Linked DNA regions of Mus musculus: region 2 is linked to region 1. The links are chromatin contacts, called in public HiChIP or PLAC-seq maps. All regions are on one chromosome and are shown on one strand. The core of a region is the stretch at or near the end of the contact, and the rest is flanking DNA. Distances in the headings are between cores, read along the strand shown.

Region 1 (6,990 bases), core at 3,579-6,078:
GCCCCACCAGACACACCATCATCACAGCCCCTGTATCTATGGTTCAGGGAACATTATGAACAGTGGGTGGAAAGATTGTAAGAACCAGAACACCAGGAAGTCTGATGTGGAACAGGTTCTCCTAGAAATGGCTGCATAAAACAGACTGGAAAAAAAAAGGCAATATCAATGAACATGTTAATGTAAATTGCGTACAATTTCTCACTCCTAGACAGAAAACTACAAGCAACTAATGACTGGTTGGTGAAGAATTAACCATCCTCACGGATGAGCCCCCTTATTGCTTGTCTAATGTAGGGGGCAAGCCTTCAATCCATGTACAAACAACAAAAATAGACCCAGGAAGTTGCATTTACACATTTTATCCATATGTATACGTACGTACATACATACATACATACATACATACATGTATGTATATAATAATGATAAAGAGAAAGGTTATCAGCTTGAGAGGTGGCATGGGAAGGGTTCGAGAGAGAAGAGCTGGGAGGGACTAAAGGGAGGAAGAAAAGTAATGTGTCTCTAGTTCAATTAAAAACACAATAATTATAAGAAGAAGAAAAGAAATCTACTTTTTATATAACCTTTCTGTGAAAGCTACTTGAAGATGTGTTCCATCAAAACAATGGGAGGGAAAAGCAACCAAAACCAAAACCCCGAGCTCTAATAAACAGTGGATATAACCATAGAAACAGTAAAAAGAAATTCTAAAATGACGATCCATATTTGAAAAAGGACTGAAAGGCTCTAGAAAGAAAGGTCTTCTGGGGAGGATAGGAGCAAAAGGCAGACTTAGTAGAGTATTTTTTAATTTAATTTTTTTTTTTTACATTTTCACTTTACATCCCGCTCACTGCCTCCCTCCTGGTCACCTCCTCCCACAGTCCTCCCCCTTCCTCTCAGAATTTTTAACGCAGTGAAGATTTTGAAAAGCGAAAGAAAACAAATACACAATGAAGCAATAAGGTAGAAGAAGAAAATTAGAAACTAGGAAAAAGAAAACTTGCTACAAAGCAAAAAAATTATTAAAAGCTTATTATTATTATTATTATTATTATTATTATTATTATTATTATTTTGGTTTTAAGAGACGGGGTTTCTCTGTATAGCCCTGGCTGTCCTGGAACTCACTTTGTAGACCAGGCTGGCCTTGAACTCAGAAATCTGCCTGCCTCTGCCTCCCAAGTGCTGGGATTAAAGGCGTGCATCACCACGCCCAGCTTATTAAAAGATTATTTAATCATATCAATAGGTGTTTATTGCTCTTCAATGTCTAGAATCATACTATAGACAAAACGCCAAAAAAGCACAAATAGCAATCATGACTATGAAGTAGAATTTAATCTACTGCCACCACTTTGCTAGGCCAGTTTTGACAATGTAAACGTACAGATGAGAAGATAAGATGTGGTGGTGGCAGCAGCCATGCCATAGAGCAGGAAGAGTTCGTATTCCAGGTCGTTCTCAAAGCAAGTTTGAGGCCAGCATGGTTTGAGACACTATCTCAAAACACAACAACACAACACAACACACTCTCTCTCTCTCTCTCTCTCTCTCTCTCTCTCTCACACACACACACACACACACACACACACACACACACACACAAATAAATAACAAAATAAAAATCACCACCAACAAAACAGGATGCCTTTAAGATGAAAGAGCAGGTAAAGGCTCTTGACATGCAGCTGGATGACTTGAGTGCAATCCCTGAAATCCACACAGAAGAAGGAGAGAACTAACTCCTAAAAATTGTCCTCTGCCTACACATGGGCTGTGTGGTATGTTTCCCCATGAATAATTCTTAAAAGTTTAGGCATCAAAATAGATAAATAGATAAATTCCAGAATTTGGAAGGTCAGTGGGAGTGTTGAAAGAAAAAAATTTTTTTTGTTTAACAAAGCCTTGATCAAGAAATATTGTCCCAATTCAGGTATGATGACACATGTTTGCAATCCCAGCACTTGAGAGATGGAGGCAAGAGGAATAGGGGTTCGAAGTCAGTGTCAGCTACATAGTGAGGTCAAAGCCAGCCTAGCTTATAAGAGACCCTGTCTTAAAACCATCAAACAACAAACATACAAATAACAAGGAGGGAAATACTCTCTCCAGTTCATAGAGAAACAAATTGTTACTTCAGTCAGAATGTTATCCAACAGTGAAATAAAATTATATTAGAAATAAAAATAAGAGTTTAACTAGATGTGAATTAATCAAAGAATAGTGATGGTCAAAAACCACCAATGTGTATTGTCTGAAATTGTGTTTTAAAATGTCCACACAAGGTTCTGAAGAGATGGCTCAGTGGTTAAGTGCTTGCTACTCTTGCAGAGGACCTGAGTTCAATTCCCAGCACCTTTATCAGGTGGCTTCCAGTTACCTGTAACTGTAGCTGCAGGGGATCCAGTGTCTCCTTCTGGCCTCCATGAGTACCTGCACACACATGTTTGTACACATAGAGAGACACACACACGTACACATACACATAAATAAAAAAGTATTGCTTTAAATTTTTCCTCATAGTATATTTCTCAGGTATAGCATTAGTAATCAGAAACAAAACAAAACAAAACAAAACAAAAAAAAAAAAAACAAAAAAACCAAGAACAACAAATCCCTGAAATTAGCTACCAAAAGTGAGAGTTGGCAGGGCAGTGGACTCTTCCTTTCCATAGACCTTCTGTATGGAGTTGAGTTTTCTAAATAATATGCCTTCATTACTTCTTTTGTTGTTGTTTTTGTTTTGTTGTTATTGTTATTGTTTTGTTTTGTTTTTTGAGACAGGGTTTCTCTGTGTAGCTCTGGCCATCCTGGAACTCTCTCTGTAGACCAGGCTGGCCTTGAGATCTGCCTGCCTCTGCTTCCAGAGTGCTGGGATTAAAGATGTGCGACAGCGCCACTACCAGGTGCAGTACTTCATCTTAAATGAACATTTGATTTAAAAAAGAAAACAAACATTTTAAAAGCACAAAGGATACTCCTGCCCATAAACACACCTTCTATAGTGAGAATTCTGGAATTTTGGTTACTTTAAAAAACACAGAAATAGGGCTGGGCGGTGGTAGTGTACACCTTTAACCCCAGCACTCAGGAGGCAGAGGCAGGCGGATTTCTGAGTTTGAGGCAAGCCTGGTCTACAAAGTGAGTTCCAGGACAGCCAGGGCTACACAGAGAACCCCTGTCTCAAAAAACAAACAAACAAAAAGAAAACACAGAAATAGTATATGGTTTTGTTTCAATCCCAGGTGTGGTATATGAAACTGCTTTGAATTGTCCACAGCAGCTGACTATGATTTGCCTCATGCTCTAGCAGAGTTGTGGTTTGGCCAGCAGCAGACATTTACTGTGATTGTGTGACGTTTGGAATTCTGGAAATGTTTCAGAGGGTATATATATGATAAAACCTCCTATAGGCTGGATCAGTGGTTGCTGGTCATTCATCGGGGTTGGTTGCAGTTTATTAGTAGTTATGCTCAAAGACAAAACAAGAAGAAATTGTACTCAGAGATCGCTCTCTCTCTTCCCGCCCCCATCCTTCTTTCTCTTCTATACAGTGATAGGGGGTGAAACTGAGGGCATAAAGGATGGGATAAAGAACACATAAAGTAGAAAGTTCAGCTACACCCTTCCTACCAGATGTCCTTGTCCCTCTGGACTTCATGTAATAGTTTGGAAAGCATTGTAGTCTCTCTCTGTCTTAAAAACAGACTCTGCTAGAGTGAAATTTGGTTTATACAATTTGTTAGCTCAAAAGTGCCATTTTTACTGATATCTTCTTACTTTACTCTTGAGCTCACAAAGCCCTTTCTCATCGCCAACAGCTAGAATCCTCTCTATTCTTAAACTCAACTGAGTTCTACCTTCTGGGGAAAAAAAAGAATTTTGGCCTCTAAGCAGAACAACTTTCTCACACGAGTCTTTTTTCATGAATATGGCACTCAAGTACACTTACTTACATAACATTATTTATACAGCCCAGTCTTCTTTAACACACTAGCTGTGGTAGTGAGATTCCTAGTGTACCAGTCTGTCATTTTCCTGTTTCAGCTTCCCATTGTTCTTAAGATCAAAGCTAAGGCTGATTACATGGCATTCATCAATTTTACCACTGCATGGACCAATGCTAACTACTCCTCTCTGAGACTTGCATACTTTCACATTCTTTGCTTATGCAACACTTCATAATGTTCTTTTGTCCCTTCCCCAATAGCAAACAGCAACTCCTCTTTCAAGACTCAGTTGAAGTACACCCTCTTCTATAAAGATGTTACTGAGCAATTCCTCCAACCCACCATATTCCAGGGAGAACCACCCAGTGCTTTCTATATGCTCAGTTTGCTCCATCTAGACTTCTGTTATATCATCTGCTACATTTAGTGCACTTCTCTGAGTCACTACTTCAAACGTGATTTCTGAAGGGTGGAAAACTCAGTCTAGTTGAGGGTCTGATATGCTTGTAGAGCAGATGAATGGGAAACTAGTGTGAGTGGATGCAGGAAAGGAAAACCAAGTAAATGCTCATCTAGATGCATAGACTAATAAGTAAAAAATGCATCGGGCAATTTAGAAAAAGAAATCAACAAGTAAATGACTGATAAGTACATGAGAGAATGAAGGCATGAAGGAAAGAATGAATTCTCACCTCTGTGTGTCTTGCATCAAATTCACCAGGAAGAATTCCCCACTCTTCACACGTCTAATTTGTGCATGTGTTAACCTCTTTTAAATGAAACACAGACACACTCAGATCAGTGATGGGCATTTAAGCACCCATAGGGAAATGAAACAGGAAGGACTTCACAAGCAAACTTGAAAATGGCTTATGATCTGAAGCAGCTCTAGAGCCTGCCTTATCTGTCACCCCCTCAGCTGCAGGCATCTGTTGCTCCTTTCTCTAGTGCCTCCCAAAATGGTGACTCAACTACTTTCTGGCTGTATTTATACTCCTCCTACTGTTCCTGACTAACTTCTTTCATTTCCCTTGTCTCTAGCCCATGGCTTTTGCTGCCTCCTGCTTCTAGGACTTTCAGCTTCTGCTGCTTTTGGCCATGGGTTCTCTTGGAGCTTCCACTGGTCTGGTGACCCCCACTGCTTCTCCTAGCAATGCCCCTCCCATTACCTTGTACTGCATGGCTCAAGCTACCTAGTGGCTCTTCTTGCCGGCTCATTACTTCTGCTGTCTCGTGGATCTTGCATATGTATTCAAGCCTTCTGCTGCTTCATGGATTTTATATAATCAGTTTGTCTTATGGCTCCTGCTACATCATGGTTACTATTGCTTTATGACTTTGGTATCCATTTGACTCTCAGTGCCTTGCTGCTTGATGGCTTCCGCTACCTTGTGGCCAGCCCTATGAACTCATGGTACAAATATCTCACAACTTAAGGATTTTGAAAAGATCTTTTATGTTATGTATATGTATAAGTGCCTACATGTAAATATGTGCACCACATATGTTCCTGGTGTCCACAGAGGCCAGAAGAGGGCATCAGATCCTTTGGAACTGAAATTACAGACTGCTACATGGATACTGAGACCCAAATCTGGGTCCTTGAAAGAGGCAGCAAGTGCTCTTAAGTGTTGAGACATCTTTCCATTCCAATGATTTATGATTTCTACAGTTTTGCTGTTGCCAGGTAATATTTGGGCTCACTGAATTCTTATTGCTCTCTTATTTTGGCTACCATAGGTTCAACTTCTCTGAAATACCTATTTTATATATTTGCCATTAGATATGCCACTGGCATAAGATGGAATCCCTACCCCAGTCCACCTAAGAGGACACTAACAAGCCCAGAAATCTGCTTCCTTGGTCTAGATGCTATGCCAATCTAATCATCTGTGGTCAGGCCTGTGAAGTCATGTGGTAGAGTGTAACAACTTACATTAGAGAAGCCCCTTGGAAGGGGTAAGGCAAGATTTTTGATAATTTTCAAAAGGAGGTAGTATAACTGGCAAACATTTTTGCTTTTCCTATTTATCCATCAACTTTGAAAGTTCCATTTCTACCTGTCCTGACTAGAACCCAGAGTTCCATTTATGGCTCTAATACTTCCTAGCAGTAAGACCACTGAGAAGTTAATTTCACTCCAAGGACCTTAGGAAATGAAGAGTCTCTGAGTTCCTTTATAGATTTGACCTACTGGGCATCTCTTTATATGTTACTGAATAGAGGATACATTTTATCTGGGGAAAAAAAAACCCTCAAAAATATTGTAAGGCAGGAAAGAGGGAGTTGGAGCCCCGGCTTAGAAGAGTCTCAATGCACACAGGAAGTGCTCAGACAAAATTGATCGAACTGGCTGGATGAATCAGTGACTGGGGGGCGGCGTGCGTACAGGGGAACTATACAGTACACAATGTGCTTAACTTGAGGGGTGAGTTCCAGGTGCTGAGGAGGCTAGAAGAGGATTCTGATTGAGAAATAGATGAAGAGAAGGACAACTGGTCTAGGATAGGAATATGATAGTCATGGTTATCCTTAGTCACCAACCACATCCAATACTCAAGTCATCAAAGTACATCTTTTTAAAAACTTAATTTGATATATATATAGGTGTTTTGCCTGCATATGTCTATGCATCACATGCTTGCATGGTGTTCCCAGAGGCCAGAAAAGGGCCTTGGATCCCATGAAACCAGAATTACAGACAATTTTAGGGACTATGTGGGTACTGGGAATCAAGCCCTCTACCTCTGAAAGGACAGCCAGTGCTCTTAGCTGCAGAGCCCTTGGGTTCATCTTAGCAGTTCATCTTATCATATTCAATCCATTTTGACTGTCTTTGTCTATAGTAGACAGTCTGGTCTTTTCACAGTTTCTAGTCTTCATAGCCATCCTCTTCACAAATGCACTCATCCATACATTCCTCAGCTTGAAAGCTTAGCAGGTGACTTTTGTATCAGGCACTGTGCTTTGTGCAGGGACTACGACAGTAAGCAAGCTGTCTCTAGCTGGCTTGCCCTTGTGGTTTGGTGTATTT
Region 2 (7,099 bases), core at 3,995-6,494, 110 kb before region 1:
GGAAGGAGAAAAGGAGTGAAGGAGGCATGGTAGGAGAGAGGAGGAGGGGGAAGGAAAGGAGGGAAGAAGAGAGGGAAGGAGAAAGGGAAGGAAGGAAGGAAGGAAGGAAGGAAGGAAGGAAGGAAGGAAGGAAGGAAGGAAGGAAAAAGAAAAAACCACAAAGTCAAGAAAGAGAGGACAGCACTCAACCACAAACAGAACACAATGACAACAGGGGGCAGTAGAGACGAAAGCCAGGCTTGGGCCTCCTGTGTTCCAGGTGACTCCATGGGGACCTGGGTCACTGAGAGACGCTGGGACACCACAGCAGGGAAGGGAAAAAGGAACCCTCCTCACACCAGACACCACAGGGGAAGGTAGGAAGGAAGCAGAAGAGGTATGAAAGAGAAGGAAAAAGATGTGTGGGTGGATGCAAGGGTTCCCCTTAGAGAAAACCTCTCATATGAAGGTAGGGGAGGAGGGAAGAGGGGCCTGGGGCAAGTTACGGTGGGGTGGGGCACTGAGGGAGCAGAGGAAAAGACAGAGAGAAACCGAAAGAGACAGAAAAGGAGAAAGAGGAAGAGGGAGACAGAGAAAGGGCCAGACAAAAGACACAGAGAGAAGACAGGGAGAGCCAGAGAATATCAGAGCAGAGGGGGCTCAGGGCAGAGAAGACTGACAGGATCTCAGTGGTCTTGGTGACAGGATAGGACTCAGAGCTAGAGGTGGAAGGGCAGGCAAGGTAGAGGACAGGGTGGTTCCAAGGAGGAATCTTTTGCTTCCAAGGCCTTTACTGTCCCCCACACATCCCAAGGCTGGGCCCACACTCCACCCCTCTGCTGCACCCCACCCCCACCCCTAGTGCACGGTCTAAAGGCCCCTCTGGCACCTGCTTGATGTGATTAAAGTCCAGAAAATGGAAAGAGGGAAGAGGAGGGACAGTAAATAGGGGGGGCTAAAGGCCTTCTCCCTGCCCTATCCAACGCAGGTGGCCACAGCCAGGACGAGCTGAAAGTGGAACCTCCAGGTCAGCCAGCCCCTGTCTGCATAAGCCCCTAAAGGTAGATGGTCAGTATTGGCCATTCAAGAGTCCAAGCAAAAGTCAGAAATGGGGCTGTAGTTCAGGCCAGCTGCCCACTCTCTAATGCATTCATTACAAGTCAGAAGATACCCAATTTTTTACAGAGAAACTTTGAACACAAGAATTCATATCTGAAACTCCAAATAGCTCTTGTCATCAGAGTGGCTGTTTCTCAAGTACCTTCTATGCGCCAGTCACTCCTGGTCCCTGATTCAATGTTTCACTGCATCTGAGCCTCAGGCACCCTCAGGTTGCTGGAATGCTGGCATCAGAATGTCAGTGGCTGGAGCATGCAGGCTGCCCGTGTGCTAGGATAACGCCAGGGCAGTCACGAAGGTCACCTTTCACAGGCCACGGACCATGCTGCTTTTAGGCTCCTAGGTTCTTATAGAGCTAGCTTTCAGATGCCCAGGAATTCACCCACTCAAGTTGGTCCCTCTCCTAAACCAAAGGCCTTCAAGAGTACAGAAAGGGAGCCAGAAACCAGGAAGCTAGAAGGCAGCTGAATCAGCAGCCCGGGCAGTGAGTCTAGGTCTGAGCAGGAAGACGGGGATCAGGCTAAGTGGCCCAGGTTCCTACCTGCTGCTCCTCCAGGGGGGTTCCATGAGTCTGGACCTGTCCCAGGGGCAGTCCCCCTCCCTATCCCCTGCCAATGCTACCCGGTCACTACTCCCACCCCTTCTTTTTCAGCCCTTCCCTAGAAGGAGGAGCCAAGGAGGAGGGGCCAGGCCAGCTGGGCTGCAGGCCAGGATGCAATTGGAAACTTTGTTCCTTCCTTGCTCTCTAAGGGCTGGGAATTCCTAACAAGAGGAAGCAGTTTAGAGATGTGCATCTCTCCTGCAATCTCCACAAACAACTTGTCTCATCCTGAAAAGTTTGTGTCACAGAGCCTATTTGAATACCCTCTATAGACAACTGAGATACAAAAGCTTAGTAGTAGTAGTGGCCCAAGATTGGGGCTTAATTTGGCTATTCCAAAATCTGAAATCTGCACCCTTAGCTTTATTACTATTTTGTACATACAGAAATCTTTAAGCAGAAGCTTTTCACAAGCATCTTCATTTTAGCACATTTACAGACACATATAGACTGTCCTAGAATAGTCCACATCAAATAAAATCCAAATCAGTTTCTGATATGAGGGCGTGGCCAGGAACACTATTCTTTATGACTATAATAAGCTGTCATTCACTTCTCTGTTATTTTCTACACTGGCAAAAACAAAACAACTGAAAAGCACACGCCATTTACAATCAAGAGGTTGTTCGTCCAGGAAGACTGTCCATCCTGGTTCTACAGGTGCAACAACCGAAGCCTGGACAGAAGCAAAAAATCTCAGCAATGTTGATATATCACGGCACCGTCTACCCACTTGGCAATCTCTACTGTCTATATGGGTAGCATCAGAGAAAACAGAATTTTGAGGGTCTGAAGGATGGGAACATTCCTTAAAAAAAGGAGCATGGGTCCAGCTTTGAGCATTCCAGTCTTTCATGGCCCCAGAGGCCAGGCTCCTGACTGTTCTGAGCAGAAGGCTCCTGGGAAGGGCCAGGGTGGTCAGTGATTCAGAAGAAATAGGAGATGACAGGCCACAGGCCAGCCTTCCTGTCTCCCTACCAGGACAACTGGCTCATCTGAAGAAAGCCAAGGCAGCTAGGAAGAGAGAGGCCCTCCAAACCACTACAGGTCTGGTATCTGCGGGACCTCTGCCGTCTCCTCTATTCTATAGATCACTCAGTTTGGTTACCTATAGAAGAGAAATGACAATCCCCTACTCCATAGGTTCAATTGGGTTTGTTTGGAAAGAGTCTTGCTCTGTAGCCCAGGCTTGCCTCAGATTCACAAATCTGTTTCACCCTCTCCTGAGATTGCAGATTGCCTACCATGCTCAGTTACCTCAATCTCAACTCTCCCAGCTCCTGCAGCTGTGTCACCTCTGGCCCAGACCTTCCTCTTAACCTGGCAGCGGTTGAGGACAGAAATTGTACGCCTGACTGTAAGGCTGCTGATATACAACGTTGAGCAAGTCTCCTTTACTCTCTGAGGAGTTCAAAACCTCCTCACTGTGGAGCCCAGTAGGTTCAATGTAATCATTCGTCTGGGTTTCTCCCCCTGAGACTCACTTTGGTTACCTAAAGATCACTGACATCCCCCACTCCAGAGGTTGGTTTGGGTTTGTTTGAAAAAAATCTTGCTCTGTAGCCTGGCTTGCCTCAAATTCATAATTCTCCTGCTTCAGTCTCTCAGGTATGTGCCATCCCACCATGCTCCGTTACCCCACAACGCTGTTTTTTCATTTGTCATTTTTTGAGATGGGGGCTACATAGCCTTGGGCTGTCCTGCTACTGGTTATGTCACCCAGACTGACCTCAGACTCACAGCAGTCCTGCTGTTTCAGCTTGTTGAGTGCCACCACACCTGGCTTACCTCATAGGTTCTTGTCAAGGTTCCATAGGCTCAAGTATGCTCATGATAATGGAAGAGTATCGTTTGAGCAACAGCTCCCAGTGGATAGAGGGGGTACTTTTGAGAAGCCCATTTGCTTCAGGCATGGGGAAGAATTCTAGGAAAATACCTATTAATGAACTGCCTTTGTATGATTCAGGCATATCTAAGCATGTTACATAAACTTATATAATGACTCACAAGGAGCTGAATGAATTCAGAGTGAGGAACTTTCTTCCAGCCACAGGGTACTAGTAAGTCCTTCATCTGGCAGGTACTGTGGACTAGGCACAGTGCTGGCTTCTAAAGGGAGATAATGTCCTGTCTTCAGGAAGTGTATGTCTGAGCGGAGACAGATATTATGTTCACATGGAGACAGGAAGGAGAAAGAATTCTATGCAGAAGAAAAGACCTGAGCTACTGCTTCCAGGAACTTCAAAGAGGCCAATGTGGCAGAGGTAACATTGCAGAACACACATGAGGCTGGAGGTGCAGGAGGGGTTCAATATTGCAAATCCTTGGAGGCCATCATAGGCTTTCCTTACTTAAACTAGGGTAAGTTTGGAAGTCTATGGTTCATTGCTAGGCAGGGAAGGGAGTACCTGTAAAGCCCCTGGAGTTGTATGGAAAGTATTCTCAGAGAAATATATTTTCTAGATTCCATCCGATACCTAGATGGATGTGTGATTCCAAAGGGTAGAGAAGCTTGCAATTAGATTCCATGCTTTAAATACCCAGTAAATAAGCAGGTATCATAGATCCTTAGGTGACCTAGCTCCCATCTTCCACCTTCAGCTAATCTTGGTCTCCCTCCATTTTGTTTTGTTTTGAGATAGGGTTTTACCTCAGAGTCCAGGCTGGCCTTACACTTGAGCTCCTTCTGCCTGCATCTTATCAGTATTATGGTTACAGAAATGTACCACATCCCCCCCCCCAACCTGCACCTCACCCAGACAGAATGACTTCTAATTCCCAGGCATACTCAGCGGCTCCATGCCTCATCTTTTTTTTTTTAATTTTTTATTGGGTATTTATTTCTTTTTTTTTTTAAAGATTTATTTATTTATTTATTATATGTAAGTACATTGAAGCTGTCTTCAGACACTCCAGAAGAGGGGGTCAGATCTTGTTACGGATGGTTGTGAGCCACCATGTGGTTGCTGGGATTTGAACTCTGGACCTTCGGAAGAGCAGTCGGGTGCTCTAACCCACTGAGCCATCTCACCAGCCCGGGTATTTATTTCTTTTACATTTCCAATGCTATCCCAAAAGTCCCCCACACGCTCCCCCACCCACCCACTCCCACTTGGCCCTGGCATTCCCCTGTACTGAGGCATATAAAGTTTGCACGACCAATGGGCCTCTCTTTCCACTGATGGCCGACCAGGCCATCTTCTGATTCATATTCCATGCCTCATCTTAACTTGTGCTCTCCCCCTGGCCTCCCAGAGCCACCTCCCCACCTGAATAGTCTTCAAAAATCAGCTAGAAGCTGTGTCTTCTGGGAACCTGCCCTGATCCCATCTAGGCAGGGTGAATCACCTCCCTAGTCCCCTTCCACCCTGCTCGTCTCTCAGCCACCTTCTCTCAACACTGTTCACAGTTTCATCTACTTAATTTGGAAATCTGTAGGAACAGGTGTCTCACTGATCCCAATGTCCCCAGCACCTAGCACAGGCCCAGCTGGTTATAAATGTTGGTGGGAGACGATATACACAGCACAGCTGCAAGATAGGCCAGTGGACACTAGAGGGCACTGAAGCCACTATAATATAGTGAGGCTAACATACAGACCCACCTAGGAGGTTGCCTGGTCCTGTACACATTTCAAGGAGCCCAGGAAGCATGGAAACTCCTCAGCTGAGCCCTGTAGCTCCCTAGCAGTGGTACAACTGACGGGGGCCCCAGTTCCAGCCTCCTAAAGTACACTCTTCTAATTTCCAGATTCTTCTCTTAACAACCCACTCCCACTGCAGACGAAGCTTTAGTTCCGCACAAATCCAGGTGCCAACCACGCCTCCCACACTTCCAGCATATAATACTGTCCATTTCATCTCACACCACATCATCCTCCCTTAGATCACTTCTACTCATCCTCTAAGTCTCAGTTTGGACCATCAGCTTGGGAATTGTCCCTGATACTAAGACACTAAGGCATTCTTATAATTGTGGATATTTTCTGTTTCCTAACCAGACAGGGGAGTCCAGCGCAGGGTCCATCACTTTACTGTGCACCATCTTATTTGCCATATTGAATCAACTGGTATTGGTAGCTACTCAATAAATCATCTTTGAATGAAGGACAAAATGCATGAATTGGCGAGTCACTTCACTTCCTCTAGATATGTTTGCCCACCCTTAAATCGCCTCTAATTGGCAGAATGGTCATGAAGACTAAAGATAATGTGTGTCAAGTAGTCTCTAACACTACCTAAAATTCAATAGATATTTTCAGAGCTAAAAGCAATAATTAGTATTTGGAATAATAAAAACAAAGTAAGAAGAGGAGAAAAGAAAAGAGACTCTGCCCGAGCCTGGAATAATCTCTGTCACGTAGACTTAACAGTAATACTACATATTTATTAAAAATAATATCAGCATCTCTTGCTGGACCAGAACCAGAAGGCCCCAGATGAGGTGTTAAGAAGACTTTAGTTTTAGCTAGAGGATGCTAGGTCAGGGTCAACTTCAGAGCTATGGGCATTGCCCTCACATCTGGAGACCAGTCATTACTGGCACAGCTGGTTCCTAACTCTTTACTAATAGGTGAAAACTTGTCTAAGGGGTCATTAATTCCCTCTGTAATTAATGTAGAAACTGCAGGGTTTGTATTAATGGAGAAGTAAGCTCAAGCGTCATGTTGCTAATATTGATAATGTGTGTCTGTAATTATATACTACAAATAACTATAAATGTAGTCACTGAACTAACAAAACAGAAAAATATCTAAAGTGACCATGAATTTGGTAGCAGCTACACCATCAGGACCATTATGCCAGTTGTTCTGAGGCTATGAAGACTGCCACAAACTGGTAGCAATGATCATTTGTACTATGCACTTGAAAGGTATTTTTGGACTGGACATGGTGGCACATCCCCTTAATTCCAGCACTCAGGAATGCTCTCAATGGGAGTTCAAGGCCAGATGTGTCTACATAGAGAGTTCCAGGTTAGCCAGGGATACATAGTGGGGCTCCATCCTCCCCTGCCTCCACCCCAAAAAAGTTTAAAAGGCATTTTGACTTAAAATAAATAAATAAGCAGGGTACCTTAGGAATAGAGCATATGTCTAGCATGCATGAGGTTCTGGGTTCAATACAAATATCATAAGAAAAAGTGAAGAATTTGTTTTATATATAATAGTGTTTTGATATATGAACATGGAACTTGAAAACAGAGAAGAAAGGTCACCTGGAATTAAGTAGAGACCAAAAACTCAGTGGATGGGCAATCTTAACATCTGACCTCAAATTTTTGTTCGTTTGTTTTCTGAGACAGAGTTTCTTTGTTTAGCCCTGGCTGTCATGGACCTCACCCTGAAGACCTGGCTGGCCTCAAACTCCTGTGTCTGCTACCCAAGTGCTGGAATTAAAG

Evidence for each region. HiChIP or PLAC-seq counts read pairs in DNA pulled down with a chosen protein or histone mark.
Region 2: an H3K4me3 HiChIP or PLAC-seq map of bone marrow-derived macrophages shows a contact between it and region 1, with 4 times the contacts expected there. The contact joins two enhancer-like sites. A contact is called at or near these places in 1 of 39 promoter capture datasets (the SN4741 cell line), 1 of 484 Hi-C or Micro-C datasets (embryonic fibroblasts), 1 of 115 datasets of contacts at active chromatin or transcription factors (bone marrow-derived macrophages) and 2 of 9 other capture datasets (adipose tissue and pancreatic islet).

Annotation. Positions count from the first base shown.
Region 1 is chrX:152,065,884-152,072,873 of GRCm38.p6, reverse strand. No RefSeq gene overlaps it. Among named protein-coding and RNA genes, the nearest start is that of Gm15266, 42 kb to the left of the region's middle. Within about 2 kb of position 4,828, at least 4 of the 459 cell types and tissues checked have an H3K27ac peak or open chromatin away from gene starts, as enhancers often do. A contact at or near this core is called in bone marrow-derived macrophages, where this site is marked.
Region 2 is chrX:152,173,631-152,180,729 of GRCm38.p6, reverse strand. All of the region lies in intron 2 of Iqsec2 (IQ motif and Sec7 domain 2), which reads right to left. Among named protein-coding and RNA genes, the nearest start is that of Gm52430, 26 kb to the left of the region's middle. Within about 2 kb of position 5,244, at least 12 of the 459 cell types and tissues checked have an H3K27ac peak or open chromatin away from gene starts, as enhancers often do. A contact at or near this core is called in bone marrow-derived macrophages, where this site is marked.